Regions from separate parts of the Gossypium hirsutum genome. Here regions 1 and 2 are each linked to region 3. Evidence: chromatin contacts called from public Hi-C data. All regions are on one chromosome and are shown on one strand. Each heading gives the region's core, a stretch centred on a gene start, on an enhancer-like site or on the middle of the called end of the contact. The rest is flanking DNA. Distances are from core to core; before and after follow the strand shown. Region 1 holds the start of LOC107943246 (60S ribosomal protein L34). Region 2 holds the start of LOC107961455. Region 3 holds the start of LOC107959819 (inositol hexakisphosphate and diphosphoinositol-pentakisphosphate kinase VIP2).

Region 1 (5,041 bases), core at 1,517-4,016, 400 kb before region 3:
TTTTAAAATAATATTTATAAAAACAATTTGAATTAAATTATATAGATAATATGTGAAAAGAATAAAAAAATATATAATATATATAAAATAGTTTAGAATACATAATATATATAAAAAAACAATTTAAAACAAATAATAATACAATTTTAAATAATCATTATATTAAAACAAGTTAAGATAAATAATGCACATAAATAATCTAACGTAAACATCATATAAAATATTTAAAATAACATATAATAAAATATTTTAAAATAAATAAATGAATTAAAAGGGCTTAGGACGTGATTGAAACTGAACCAGAATTCAGGGTATAAATTTGTAATAACCAAAATGAAACAAAGGGCCAAATCACAACAAGCTGAAAATGTAAAGGGCGAAATAGCAAATGCCCCAGACCCCTCCGTGCGCAACGTCTTATCCTAGGACCAAAATGAAATGATGCTAAAGTTTTAGGGTAAAATTAGAAGTCAAAGAAAATAAAATAGGGCTTAATCGAATGGCGCTACAAAAAGGAGGAACCAAAACTGAAAATAGCCCATTTGGGCCTTAAAAACAAGGGGATCCCTTTCTAACCGGGTCGGGTCGCGCACGGTTGGTCCAAAACGGTGTCGTTTTGGCACCTGGACCCCCACCCAAAAACGGCGCCTTTTGAATGTTGAATAAAAGACCCAAAATTTTTTAAAAAATTCATTTTAGCCTTCAACTTCAAAAAAAAATCTGAAAGAACTTTTAAACTCTCTCTCTCTCTTTTCTTTCTTCGGCCGATTGGGGCCACTGTCTGGCAGCCGCACCTCCACCGTGGACGGTGGTCGGAGAGGTGCAAAACGACCTCTTTAGCCCCCGTTTAAAATGTTTGAAGACTAAGCCTTCTCAACCCCAAAAAACGAAAGAGAAAGGCCTCTTCTCCCCCTTTTTGGAATCGACGACGACATGGAGAGGAGGACTCCGACGATGCGGCCACAGGGTAACTCTGGTGAGCCCTCTCCCTTCTCTTTTTTAATTTCGTATTTATAAAAAAAAAACTTAAGTTTAAATAATACGAAAATCACCTTAAAAGTTTAGATCTTTTGTTTTTCTATTCCAAAATTTTGGGAAAAAAACCCAGAAGAAAATACAAGTATGTTGATATGGCTTTTATAGCCAAATTACAAGATTTTTTATTTTTATTTTTTGTTTCTTTGTTATTTGTTTTCTCTGTTTGTCCTTTCTGCTTGCGTTTAGACATTCGTTTTGCAGGTGGTGTCAGACGCGTGAAGGAGGCGTGGTGGCGTGCGGCGACTGCACCTTGGGGACTAGGGTTTTGCTTGCTGTTTGGGCTTTAGGGCTTTATTCTTTGGGTCATTTGGATTTGGTTTTAATTTGGGCCATGTATTGGACTTTATTATTGTTTTATTAAAGTTTTTATTTTTTGTTGGCCATGCCAAAAATTAGCCTATTACAAAATAATTAATTGTTTCAAAAGATGACCAAGAAATATAAATTATTAAATATTTTAAAATATTAAATGGTAATATGATATAAATATTACACATGATAGTTTCATATGTGTTGAATATATTGTATTAATTACCGGTGAAATTTTATTACGTGCAATCAAGTTTGTTTTCTAATTATTTAGACATATTCCAAAATATTATATTAATTAATTATTTTATAATTTTTGTGATATGTATTTAACAAATTTTATATTCGTTGAATACATTATATTAGTATTTTTATTATGTTTAAATTACCACAAAGTGATTAAATTTAATAGTAACAACTGTAGTCACTACTGTCAGCTGTTGATATATTGGTTTTGACTAAAAAAAATTATAAGTTGAATAAAATAAAAATTGGATAACAAATAATAATATATCTACTATTCCCAACTTTTATAAGTTTTCATTTTAGGCATTGAAAAAACTTGCAAAACAACACTGTTGCTAATAATTATTTTCATTTTATTTACTATTATCAATTTGGAGTTAGACAATGTTATTATATATCCATTTTAATTACCACTTTAATATTTTGGTTATTTATTTTATTTATAGATATGTGTATTCATTTTCTTTCATTGAGAATTCTTTTTCCATATTTTTTATTTTAGTAAGGTTTTAAAGAGGCACATTATATCTACTAATGAACATTTAAGGAGAAGTGTTATGAATATTTTATTATTAAGTGGATGTTCATCAAGATCAAAATAAAATTTGAAATATTTTTGGACTTTAATAGCCATTATCAATAGAGTTTTATATCATGTATACTTCTTATGTTTACAAATAAAGATTTTGGAGAAGTATCGTAAATCATCTCTATTCATCAATAAAATTTATACTCTCTTTTTGCTCCCTTATTTATTGTTCTCTTACTTTCTTTGTTATTTATTTCATAACATTTTTATTGTTTTCTAATTTTCACATATTTTTATTTTTCAAAAATCATTTTAACATTTTTAATCAAAACACGTTTTCTTTGACTTATATTTACTAAAATAACCGGAATCTTAGTTTTTCTCAATACATGAAATTATCTAAGTTTCTAACAAATTAAAGAAAATAAAAAAAAATAAAATGAGTGGCAAAAATAGAATTTATTAAAGTTACTTGACTACTAAAATGAATCTACAATAATATTGCTTTATCCCAAATTCATGGAGGATGACCAAAATGAAAACGGTTATGTCTTGTTGCAAATATTTTTTTGTGTCCAAAATGAAAAGTTTTTAAAATTAAGTGACCAACTATACAATTTACTAACAATTCTGCATAATCTTAACCGTTGATAGAAAAACCTTAAAACATAATCGTACGATCTAGGGCTTCCTTCCTAAAGGATCCCTACTTATACATTGTCTTCTCTGGTACAAAACCCTTTGGTCTCCACTTTGTCTCTCTTAAGTCTTACCATAAAACAGAGCAGAGAAGGTAAAACCCAAAGTTTGAAAACCATCAAAAATGGTTCAAAGGCTCACTTACCGTACTCGCCATAGCTACGCTACCAAATCCAATCAACACCGTGTCGTTAAGACCCCTGGTAAGTCTGCAAGTTTAGAGATTGGTGCCGCATTTTTATGGTCTAATTTTTAATTGAAATTTATGTTGTTTTTTCCTTTTAAAGGTGGGAAATTGGTCTATCAGACAACTAAGAAAAGAGCAAGTGGGCCTAAGTGTCCTGTCACTGGCAAGAGAATTCAGGGTGTAAGTACTTCCTTTTCCTTTTGAATTTAAATTCAGATTTTTTTTGGGTTGAAATTTTGAGTTTATTGTTATTTTGATCCATGAGTATGATATTTAGGTATACTTTTGCTTACACAAAAATAGTACTTTCTCTTACACAAAAATAGTACTTTCTCTTTGTTTATATTCATGTTGCTGCTGTTGTTTGCCTAATGGATTTTAGGTTCCGAATTAAGCATAAATAAAAAATAAAAAATAAAAAATATTGGGATGGTTTTATATAATTGCTTAAGATCTAATGGAGTTAGTGATGCTGATGGTATGTATAGTTTGTCAAATGTAATGTACAGAGTTTAAACGTTTCAAATCCTAAAATAAGGAAATGTATTAATCAAATCATTTCGGAACTGGCAAGAACTTTGGATTGTTGGAAATTTAATGTGTTGTTGGTCGAGTGTGCTTTTCGTGCTTGTGGATGTAATGAAAGCTATAGCAGTATATCGCTGTAAATGTTTGCTTTAACATCATATCTTGATTGATATTGAAATCCCCAGATTGCATAATCATATATGATGGGATGGAACCCATTTTATCATACTTATATAAGATACTTCATCATAAGGATGTTTTCTGTATATGAGGGAACCCACTAGAGCATTTCACTTTGTATCCGTTTATTACGGTACTTCATCTGTATATTAAGTTGAAATGTAAAACCTTGTTGACCAAAATAGCATCGTGGGGTTGTTTCTTTAGATTCAATCAACTAGGGTCGTACTAAAGATTTAGGTTGTGAGGTTTTTGAGGGTGGTCTTATGGGTTACTTACATGGGTTCATTGCAGATTCCTCACTTGAGACCTGCTGAATACAAAAGGTCTAGATTGCCAAGGAACCGCCGGACTGTGAATCGTGCTTATGGTGGTGTTTTGTCCTGCAGTGCTGTTAGAGAGAGGTATAAATAGAAAGTAGTGCATTATTTATTTGCTGTTATATGATCATGGATGCTAGTTCTGGTGTTTGACGGTTCTCATTGATTCAAATCCGATTGTTTTCGAAGGATAATTCGAGCCTTCTTGGTGGAAGAGCAGAAAATTGTAAAGAAGGTTCTGAAGATCCAGAAGTCCAAGGAAAAGCAAGCTTCAAAGAGCTAAGAAATTAGATGTCGAATCATCATTTCAATTCTGATATGTGATCAGCAAGGCTTTGGAAAGTGCCACCAATGACTTCAGAAGATTAGAGGTTCTCTTTTTCTATTGGCAAATGGACTTCAATGTTTACAATGTTTTGATTAACGACAAATTTAGTCATTTTGGATTACGTTTTGATCATCGAATTTAAAAAAAATTATGGTATGATCGTTAATGTTATTAATTTGTTGTATTTTGATGATTGAGTCATTAATTGTCATTTACACATGACATGTTATATCATCATTTTAGACTTAATTTAATTAAGGTTAAATTGCATTAGTCCTACATTTCCTATTTACGAATTTCGTTCTTTAAACAAATTGAGACGCAAAGGAGATGAATAAGAAGAAAATTTTTATTTTTTATTTTACCAACATCAAGCGAACTAGATGATTAGTTATTGGTTAAAAAGGAAAATTAAAATTACTTCAATTTTCTTCTATTTCATCCATAAATCCATTTTCAGCTTCTTTGAACATCTACTTCATCTTCACTACTTATTTGCTTGGCAGCTGGACGGTATAGACGACCCACATTCTCTTCCACCTTAATCAATTGTCTCTCAGACACCTCATGCAACCCTTCCAATCTAATCAGTCTTCTATATCTGTCTCTGTGAGGAAGAGTGAGTTTCTTAAATTTGGGTTATCTTGGAACAGGTGGCAAACACTATTGGTGGGTCT
Region 2 (4,830 bases), core at 1,295-3,794, 340 kb before region 3:
ATATTTTGCTTCTCAAATGACATTGTAGATACAGTTGTCACTGTATTTAAATGTGAAAGTTGGTAGTTTGCCTGCAACAATTCATTTGTTTTATTCCCTCATGTTCATTTTATATATCTGTCAGCCGTCTTTTGTAATGTGCCCTTAAGTGATAAATGTTAGTTTGAACGGTATGAGTTTGCTTCAACAGCTTGAATGAGGCTCTGGTTTAGAGACGCTGTAAGTTTTCATGATATACACTTGGAAAACATTCTTTCCCTTGAAGCATTTATTTGTTAGGCTGCAACTAGTTATCTGCCAAATTCCTAACTGATTTCTGATATGCTGATTTGCTAGTTGTTGCAATTTATTGTCTTGTGCTTTGCATATTCCTGTATATGATTTCTTGTTGAGCCGTTTCATATTTGTTAAGCCTAGTTGTATAACCAGGTCTAGCTCTAGCTTTAAGAAGCTGGAGTCAACTTGAAATTTGAGGTTCAAAGCTTACTCGAGTTTGATTAAGTTGTATCCTGATGTTATAGATGTTTCTGAATGTTGTATCCTGATGTTCGGTATTTATTGACAGGGTCGGGAGACAGGTTGTGAACATCCCGTCCTTCATGGTGAGGGTCGACTCCCAAAAGCATATTGATTTCTCTCTTACTAGTCCGTTTGGAGGTGGCCGCCCCGGAAGAGTGAAGAGAAAGAACCAGAGAGCAGCTGCCAAGAAGGCTGCTGGTGGAGATGGTGATGAAGATGATGAAGAGTAAACCTTAGGCTACTATCAACCACCAGTAGGAACCCTTTAAAAGCCTTTGTTTGGAACATACAATATCCTCCATTGGTAGACATGGTTTTGAGTTTTGTTTCCAGAACTTTGTTGTAGTGGATCTTGATATATGTTTTGCATTTACTATTGCTGTTTTGGTCGGATTTGAAGTTAATTAAGTGTGCTGTTTTAAGATTAAAAAAAAAAAAACATCTTTATTATTGTGATCTCTATACTAGCAAGCTCCACCATTTTGATTGATAATGGATATGTATTTTGTATAATCAACAGGCAGAAGATATATTTAATAAATACAAAAAAAAAATTAACATAATAAATATAAGATGTCATAGCTAACATCAAATCCCTTTGCTCTCCACCCGTGTCTCTTCCAAAATAAATTAAAGCGAAAACTGTTCTTTTCCAGCTGCTGCTTAAAGGCATCTCTCTCCTTTCTTCTCTTTGTTGCGTCCTTAAGTCTTTACCATCTCCCTTTTCCCTTCTCATTGTTGGGACCATAGGCAGGCAGCAGTCCGACGGCTCTTCTCATTGTTGATCACTCCTTTCTCATTTGCTTCATTGTTTCATCTTTCCATTTTTCCATTTCTCCATTTCGGATATCTCTTCAACCTCTAGTCTATTAAATTTTAAATTAGGTGTAGGGTTTGGCCGTTGGCTTCTCCCATTAGGGAGATATTTTAGGAGTCAATGAGATTTGATCATTTTGGTTTTTTGAATCCACGGTGATTTGGTTTTTTGGTTCAACCCAACTTGTTTTGGTCTATGCCTAATTCAAAGGATTTGAGGTTTTGTTGATTTTTCAATGACAAGATTGTCAGTGCTGGATCAAATACTAAGTTTGTGAGATTGGATCTGATTGTGATGCCCTGTGATATAATTCGTAATTGTGATGTTAGTATTTCTTTCTTGAGTCAAATTTGTTCCTTGGTATAACTTGACTTTCAATCTAAGCATTTGTATCGTTTCTTTACTCTTTATGTCCAGTGTATTGAGATCTTTGTAACTCATTTTATTTATTTGTAATGATTTAATATTAATAAAATTTCCTCTTCCAATTTATATTTAATTGCTGTTTAGAATTTAATAGTTTAACATTTTTCTTATTATCAACAAGGCCTTAACTCAACAGGTAAAATTAAAATGTTGAGAATTTAATATTTTATGATTTTTTTATTTGTTACGTCTTTTAACATCTTTGAAAGCAAAGCAATGGTGAACATTCAACAAAAACCATAAAATTAGCTCAATATCTACATGAAAAATAATAAAAAGTATATGGTAATTTGGTGCCACATGTACAATCATGAACTTCTCCCACACGCATACATACCTTGCCACGTTTACTCCAATCAAATAATTTCAGTCTTTAATGCTCAATCATGCATGCAAAATACGATTTTTTGAAATAGACTAATCCTCCACTTATTTCCCTCCACCTCAATATTTTAAAACATTCCATTAAAACTTAAAAAATATTTATTTACCTTAAAGGGAAAAAAAATCTCGAGATGAAACTCTTATAACGTGGCAATAGTAAGCCACGTGGCGAATTGAATACCCTATGAAACTCCAAGCCTAATTAAACGGCACCGTTTCAGGACCCTTTTGACTAGTCCTTTTCATCACATGTCTTTTCGTACACCAAGTGATAGTTGCCTCTTGTCTCACTCTACTGCCAAGTGTCATTCCACAGGAAATTGCAGAACCCCACAAAAAAACTCACCGTTTTAATCTCTTCTTTCCCTCCTATAAATTCCCCCGCCACCCTAAAAAATCCCACGTTAAAGGAAAGAAGAACCAAAAAAAAAAAAATAATAATAAGAGATACCGACTTGATGGAGGCGAAGAAGGAGGTTCCGATTATGGAGGTGGAGAGTGGTGATTCGTCGACGGAGGAGGCGGAATCAGAGTCGCCGAGGTCTGTGGTGGTGCAGATGAAGAAGAAAGTGGAGAAAGTTCATAATCAGGTTTTAAGGATAAGAGAGGAAGAGTCGCATCTCGGCGAAGATTTCTTCGGCGGCGACGACGAGAATAATAAGAACGACTCCGTATATGGAGGAGGTGTTGGCGGTGGAGGCTTTGATGAAAGACGACGACGACGACGACGACGTGTCAACGTGGTTCTTGTTTCGAGACCGATCTTGCCTTGTTCGCCTCTCAGCGGCAAGAACAACGTTAAAAGGTCTTACACTGAACCTACCGAAATCAATCAAGGTTTGTTTTCTATTTTTCTTTTTTCTTAAAAACTTTATTTTTTCTCTTCTTTGTTTTCTCCTCAACCTGTTTGGATGCTAAGAAACGTTCGTTCTTTTTGAATTCTAATAATCAGATCCTCGCGAGAATGATTTTTGTTAATAATTGTATTAATTTGAAATTACGGCAGGGAGTTTTTAGAGAAGGATTAGCGAACCTTGCATTGAGGGAGACTTGCAGTGTTTAGCTTAATTAGTATGGGAAAGCTTGAAGATGAATTTAATGGAGTAGCGTTTAATTATGAAATCTTAATTAGTTAGGGTTTTAATTAGAAGGAGAAATCCTGTTTTTCATCTGTAGATCATGATGTACAAAACAGTTATCAAATGTACAATGGAATCATTCTACAGCTCAACGTAGTAAGTAATATTTTCTTTCTTTTTTTTCTTGTAAATAAAAATTCACTATTTTTCTCCTCCTTAATTATCCAAAAATAAGTTACAATTTTGAAAAAATCGGGATAAACTTTTATTCAAAATTACTCATCTCATATTAGTTGAGTACAGATAGTATGAATATTTTTAAAAATTATTTTAGAATAGTTATATATTTTTAATTATATTTATATGCGTCAATTTATTTGAAATTTGAAATGATTTATTATCTAACTAATATCCAAAATTTAAATTGGTTATGTAAACCCAAACCCAGCCCAATGCTCCGACAAGATGCGGCACATCACACTAATGGTGGAAGCAATCCACTTAATCAAATTTTCAATTACACACATTAAAATATAAAATTTAAACATAAAAATAATTAATAAACAATTTAATAAAATCATCCTTATAAAAATAAAAATAAAAATCATGTTTATAAAAAATAAAATAATTTTAAAAATAACCTAACAATTAATCGATTTAAAAATGATAAAAATGACAAAATAATCTGATGGAACTAATTATATGTCAAAGTTAAATTAAGTGAAAATTGTTTTTATGGAATAAAAATTTCTGGAGATTTCTTTTTGACGATATTACTCCATCACGAACTCATTAATTATTTATAACCTGCGTACGAAATTAAATTTCTTTTTGATAATATTGTTATTGTGCACAAAAGTAAAAACCCGAATGTTAAGTTATTCACAATTTAATGGTGATGTCCAAATTTTAACTTAATTTAAAAACACATTTTAAATACTTCCAGTAAGGTAAGCTTTACCAAATATTAAAATTCTTTTAAAAACATATTTTAAACACTTCAAGTCCATGAAAATGACGGTTGAATGATTTCTCAATTCCTATAATTACATAAAATATTTTTAATAGCAATTTGTAATTTTTCAATTTTCATAACGTATCAATATAAATAAAATTCATAATTTAAAATAATATAAATATGTTCAAACACATGAGTATCTTATAACAACAACAATATTTCAATATGAGTTACACGTGACTTAATTAATAATTAACTGAACACCAATACGTAAAGCGCAACAATAACAATACTCCTAGACGCACAAGGTAATAAACAATATGGGGATCCCTATACTCTACAACATATGTGTCGAAACTATTTTTTATTTTGAAAAATGGGGATCGAATTCAAGGCGCCCTTTGGTTTCAAGGCGCCCTTTGCGGGTTTTCACCTTGGCCTCTCATTTTTCTTTTCTTTTTCTTTTTTGTGTTTTTTTTAAACTATTAACTGTGACTGAATCTGAATTCATCGGGTTGGGCAGGTCCTTGCCATTCATTTCGGTCAATATCAATGCTCCTCCAGAACAGGCCTTCTTTACTACATAAGGTCCCTCTCAATTTGGCATATTTCTTCCTTTGAAATCCTTCCATATAGGAAGGATCTTT
Region 3 (5,061 bases), core at 414-2,913:
GACATTTTTAAAGTACAGGCATCATATGGACATTTTATGGAAGTATAGATACCAAATGTGACATTATCCCTTTTTTTAAAGTTGCCGGATCGGATCGAGATTGAGTTTAGACTGCCCTACCCTGGGATATTTACAAAATTACTCCTCATTTTATTTTTATTTATGATTTAACCCCTAAATGATTTTATGGGCTGTAAATTTATGTACTTGATTTCTGGCAGTGGTTGTTAGTAATTACACTAAAGTAATGATAGTTGAAATTAGACATTGGATGCTTGAAAAGGACATAAACCTGTAGAAAAGAACCAAATACAAAATTCGTATGTGACCATGTAATAGTGTTTATCTTGTGCTATTTACATGGAGCCATTGATTGAATAAACTCATCTATTGTAGGCAAGTAAATAGCTTTAAACGTCTTATATAAATTCATCTACTGCCTACTGCACTATTGTTCTTACTTCCTGAACTAATAGCTCCAATTGAATCAGATTTAGCAAAGTGACTAATATACATAATTTATATTATCAAGTAAGCAAATAAAAAATAGTTAGCACGTTCTCAAGACATTGTTTCATAATAAAAGATTTCAACATATTAGAATGAATTGTTTTATAATCAAAGAATTGGTTAATTTGAAACAATAAAATAAAATAAACTTCCATCAGGATGGGTTGAAATCGGGCTTTTAATAAAATTTTGAGTTGAGGTTAGGGCAAGTTTATTTTTTAATGTCAGGATCGAGTTAGAGTCGAGAGACGAGAGTAGAACTTAGGGTCGAGGTCGAGGTCGAGGTCGAGGTGGACAACAATTCACCTTGCACCATTGTCATCACTAATTACACATTTGATCAAAGTTTATGTATGGTTTTGAACTTTTACTACAATTTTTTAAAAAATAAATATATAAAAGAGATGTGAATCTACCAAATATAAACTTTTTTGTATTATACTATTTTTATATTAGTTTGAAATTAGTACATAATGAAAGTTGAAATTAATAAATCTAAAACAACTTATTTTTATGTTATGATTAAAAATATCAAATTTATTATATATTTATTTTATATTAAAGAAAATTCAAAATTAAACAATCTATTAAACTTATGAAAAATAGTAAATTGTACAAGGGCGAAGTTAGAAAATTGTTTAAGAGTCGAAATTAAATTGTAACTTTCAAAGGTTTAAATCAAAATTTTATCATTTGGGGGACAAAGTACAATTTTATCTTTACTAATTTAAAATTTTAAAAATTTTAAAGAACTTAAATAAAAAAAATTCATTTTAGGGGGCCGAGACCCATGCCAGCCCCAGGTTAGTCCTTGAAATTGTACCAAACATTTTAAAACTACAAATAATATTTTAAATTAATTCTCAAACTTTAAAATGTTTTAATCACATTGTCAAAATTAGAAGGTTATACCAATTACGTAATTTCATTTCGCAGTTAAGTGGTATGTAAAATAATTAAAAATTTAAAAATACATGCATACATACATACCCATAATGTATCAATGTGAAAGCAATAGGTTTAATTGATATAAGCTTTAAAGTAGGAGATGTAGTTAGAATTTAAACGGTAAGAAATTTACCAAAAAAACCCCGTAAACTTTGCACGTCCCTGTCACAAAGCAAAATCATCATCCACTTGAATATTCCGGAATCCAATATCTTTCCACTCCAAACACCCCCTCCCTCAATACTAAAATGAATCTATAAATATATTTTTAATTCAAAAAATAGAAGTTTTTCATTTTTGTTCGGCTTGGAAAGCGTTCCATCTCATTTTCCTCTCCGATATTTCTCGCGACTTACTCAACGCCTTGCCTTCTTTATTCTTCGCTGAATCGCTTTCTCTGTTTTTTCTTTCTTTTTTTTTCCCGTTTTCACTGTTTTATTTTATTTTATTTTTTACTTCTTCTTGATCTTATATTATACGTATGATAATATATATACCTGGAAGTTTCCGATTTGCGTTCTGGCGGTGATTCGCAGCGGAAGAGTTTTCCGTCGCAGTGTTCTTTTTTGTTCGCTGAGATTACTTTTCTTTTTTGAGATATAAAGAGTAAAAGGAAGATTCAGAGATGGTAGGAGCAGGAGATGGAAGAGGATATAAGAAGATAATTGTTGGAATTTGCGTCATGGAAAAGAAGGTGAAATGCGGAAGCGAGGTCCTTGTCTCTTTTGTTCGCTCGAGTTTTCTACTAAATATATGAAAAAATTATAATTTTTTCATAAAAAATATAATATAGTTGGACGACGTGTGACTTTGTATAGTAATATAATTTATTATTTATTGCTATGTGTTAATGCTTAAATTTTAAGCTTTTAAAACATTTCCTGTTCTTTTTTCAGGCTTTTTCAGCTCCAATGAGACAGATTTTGGACAGGATTAAGGCTTTTGGCGAATTTGAGGTAGATCAGATATAACTTTTAAACTTTAAATTAATCTGAATTAGAATTGTTTTATTTATGTATGAGTTGAATTTGATGTAACGTGAATTAGTTTACGGGAAATATAAATGGATAAACCATGGTTTGCTCATTTACATTGATGAAATATGTAAATTTTATTTTTTGGTAAAACTCTAATTAAGTGTTTGGAATGATATGCTGGAGTTTGTTAGTGTGTGCTATATTGCACCCTATGTTAATAAAACTTGGGTCTAAGTATTGGATATGATATGTGTTCAACACATGCATGTTAAATTTTTTTCCATGTCAGTTGAAGGGTACTTCAACGGCCATATTTCTTACATCCATGTCCGAATATGCATAAGATATGAGTGCTGGACGCATGTACTTCAAGAAAAATGTTTTGTTGTTTTGTTCTTATGGATTTCTTGCTTTGAAATGTCTTTCTTTTTTTCTTCTTGTAGATTCTCCATTTCGGTGATATGTACTTCAAGAAAAATGTTTTGTTGTTTTGTTCTTATGGATTTCTTGCATTGCAATGTCTTTCTTTTTTTCTTCTTGTAGATTCTCCATTTCGGTGATAGGGTTATTCTTGAAGATCCTATAGAAAGGTACATTTTTGGTTAATTAGTGGAATCACATTGTCTCAGATTTACATTGTGATATTTTTTATTTGGTTACAATTGGCATTGTTGGTGTCGTTATCATTTATTTATTTTTATTTTAAACTTAGAAGACAAAAGAAAGGAAGAAGAAAAAAGGGGTGGAGGGGATCCACAGATTTGCTCATTAAATTTCCAGTTGAAAGCAGTAAATAGACGGTTGCATTTATGTTGAAAAATTTGAAGTCTTCACTTTTAGCTGTTATCTTCCTATTGATTTATTGTCTTGTCATTTGTTTTTTCTTCGAAAGGTATAGTTTGAGTCTGAGCAACTGTGTGATTTGAGATCATAACTTACCCTGTCTCCTTTCATTGGATGATTATATGATTTTTCGAGGGAGTTAAGTTGGAGGATGTGGAGGGAGATGTCCATATTTGTGTAATGAGTGTACTTCTTGTTATCAAACTCAAACGGTCAAGGTTCACATTGTTTTTCTTACCTAGCTGAGAGGTCGTAATTTCTTGTAATTTTGCTTGTTTCAGCTGGCCAATCTGTGATTGTTTAATTGCATTCTACTCCTCTGGATTTCCCCTTAAGAAGGCTGAAGAATATGCTGCTTTAAGGAAGTAAGTTCTTATATATATATATATAATTTTGTATGCATGTATTCTATTTGCATGTTCACAATAGGGAATCGATTTGTAACTTCAATGTGGGAAACTTAACATAATGATTGAATAACTTTTTGACTGTCATACTTTCCTATCTGGCTACAAGTAATGTGCTAAATGTTGGTCAAGTAACGCCTTAAAAAATTAAAGAATTCAGAGCCATGATGATTACTTCAAAATTCTGATATTTTCTTTTGTACATAGGTCTTAAAATTAGATTCCATTGAAAGTTAATTATTTATATTAATTCTGATTGGATCTTGGGTTTAACTCATCAGCATCAATCCATCAATATGATGAGGTATGAGGTCCATAGATATAAAAGTATTAGGTCTCAATCCAAATGGAGTGTTAGTGAATGCTCAAGAGCAGTGGATCACTTTTTGAAATTCAGAAGATAATTATGTTCGAGGTGATGATCAATTAATATCTCTCTAGTTTAGGTTGGGAAAGTCTAAAGTTTTGCTTTTGCATGATTGCAAGGGAAAGTACCACAGTATGGCTGTTTTATTAAGTGCCATGGTATCCACTATTAGAGTCTAGACCTCCAGTAACTTTAGCCCTATTTATAGTCAATTTAACTTATATCTATCCTTCCGTGTAACTGGAGCCACGATCAGATTATTCCATCTCAACTATGTGTTTTTTTTGTCAGCAGAATCAATCTCTTAAAGATCAGAGAAAGCTAATTTCTGCCACAGTTCCAATTTTTTAATCTATAGAACATCTACAAGTTTATTACATTGTTTTGGTCATTCTAGTTCTTTGAATAATAACAATTTCTTCTTTTCTATACCAAGCAAGCAGTAATTAATTATGTTTTCCTACTATTTCTGCTCTATGATTCAGACCGTTCCTTGTGAATGAGTTGGAGCCACAACACCTTCTTCATGATCGACGGAAGGTATACGAGGTATACATCCTAAGCATCCATCTTGACGTTGTGGTTTTGACCCTTTTCCAGTTAGAAAAACCAAGACCACTCCACCTCACCTAAGTACTTTGTGGCAATTTTTTTAGGTCATATATGTTGCTTTTCATAGTCCTAAACCTTCATCCTTTGGAATGTAGGTGAGAGGCTCTTAGTGGTAGTTTGGTTCTCCTGTCGTCCATGTAATATTGTAAAGTTTGAATATTGGTTGACAGGAAGATTAAGGCTAGATCTATATCATAATCGGTCAAAGCTTCTATTCTTTGAGCAAAACCATTATCCTTTTAGCTTATCTGAGAACTGATTATATAAATGGTTGAAATGTATGATATTATAGCAGTTGATTGACAAAGACTAACCTTATTATTTTGGGATTCAAGCGACTTGAAATGTTTGGTATCTCTGTTCCAAGATATGCCCTTGTAAATAGAGAAGAACCATA

What was found. A called contact is a pair of places that touch in the nucleus more often than the background predicts.
Region 1: a Hi-C map of leaf shows a contact between it and region 3, with 2.0 times the contacts expected there. The contact joins the promoter of LOC107943246 here to the promoter of LOC107959819 in region 3. A contact is called at or near these places in 3 of 34 Hi-C or Micro-C datasets (all in leaf).
Region 2: a Hi-C map of leaf shows a contact between it and region 3, with 1.7 times the contacts expected there. The contact joins the promoter of LOC107961455 here to the promoter of LOC107959819 in region 3. A contact is called at or near these places in 6 of 34 Hi-C or Micro-C datasets (hypocotyl and leaf).

The regions. Positions count from the first base shown.
Region 1 is chrA05:101,541,712-101,546,752 of Gossypium_hirsutum_v2.1, reverse strand. It overlaps LOC107943246 (60S ribosomal protein L34), which reads left to right and starts at 2,766. Exons shown (of 5, transcript XR_005927379.1): 1 at 2,766-3,024; 2 at 3,109-3,188; 3 at 4,011-4,120; 4 at 4,226-4,407; 5 at 4,871-5,041. It overlaps LOC121229594 (a long non-coding RNA gene), which reads left to right and starts at 324. Exons shown (of 2, transcript XR_005927380.1): 1 at 324-976; 2 at 1,240-1,503.
Region 2 is chrA05:101,485,653-101,490,482 of Gossypium_hirsutum_v2.1, reverse strand. LOC107961455 reads left to right here and starts at 2,544. Exons shown (of 2, transcript XM_016897582.2): 1 at 2,544-2,983; 2 at 3,153-3,399. The coding sequence starts at 2,605. The coding sequence ends at 3,163. LOC107959797 (40S ribosomal protein S9-2) reads left to right here. Exons shown (of 3, transcript XM_016895950.2): 3 at 566-923. The coding sequence ends at 749.
Region 3 is chrA05:101,141,063-101,146,123 of Gossypium_hirsutum_v2.1, reverse strand. LOC107959819 (inositol hexakisphosphate and diphosphoinositol-pentakisphosphate kinase VIP2) reads left to right here and starts at 1,663. Exons shown (of 30, transcript XM_016895974.2): 1 at 1,663-2,170; 2 at 2,355-2,414; 3 at 2,979-3,025; 4 at 3,560-3,643; 5 at 4,538-4,601; 6 at 5,000-5,061. The coding sequence starts at 2,084.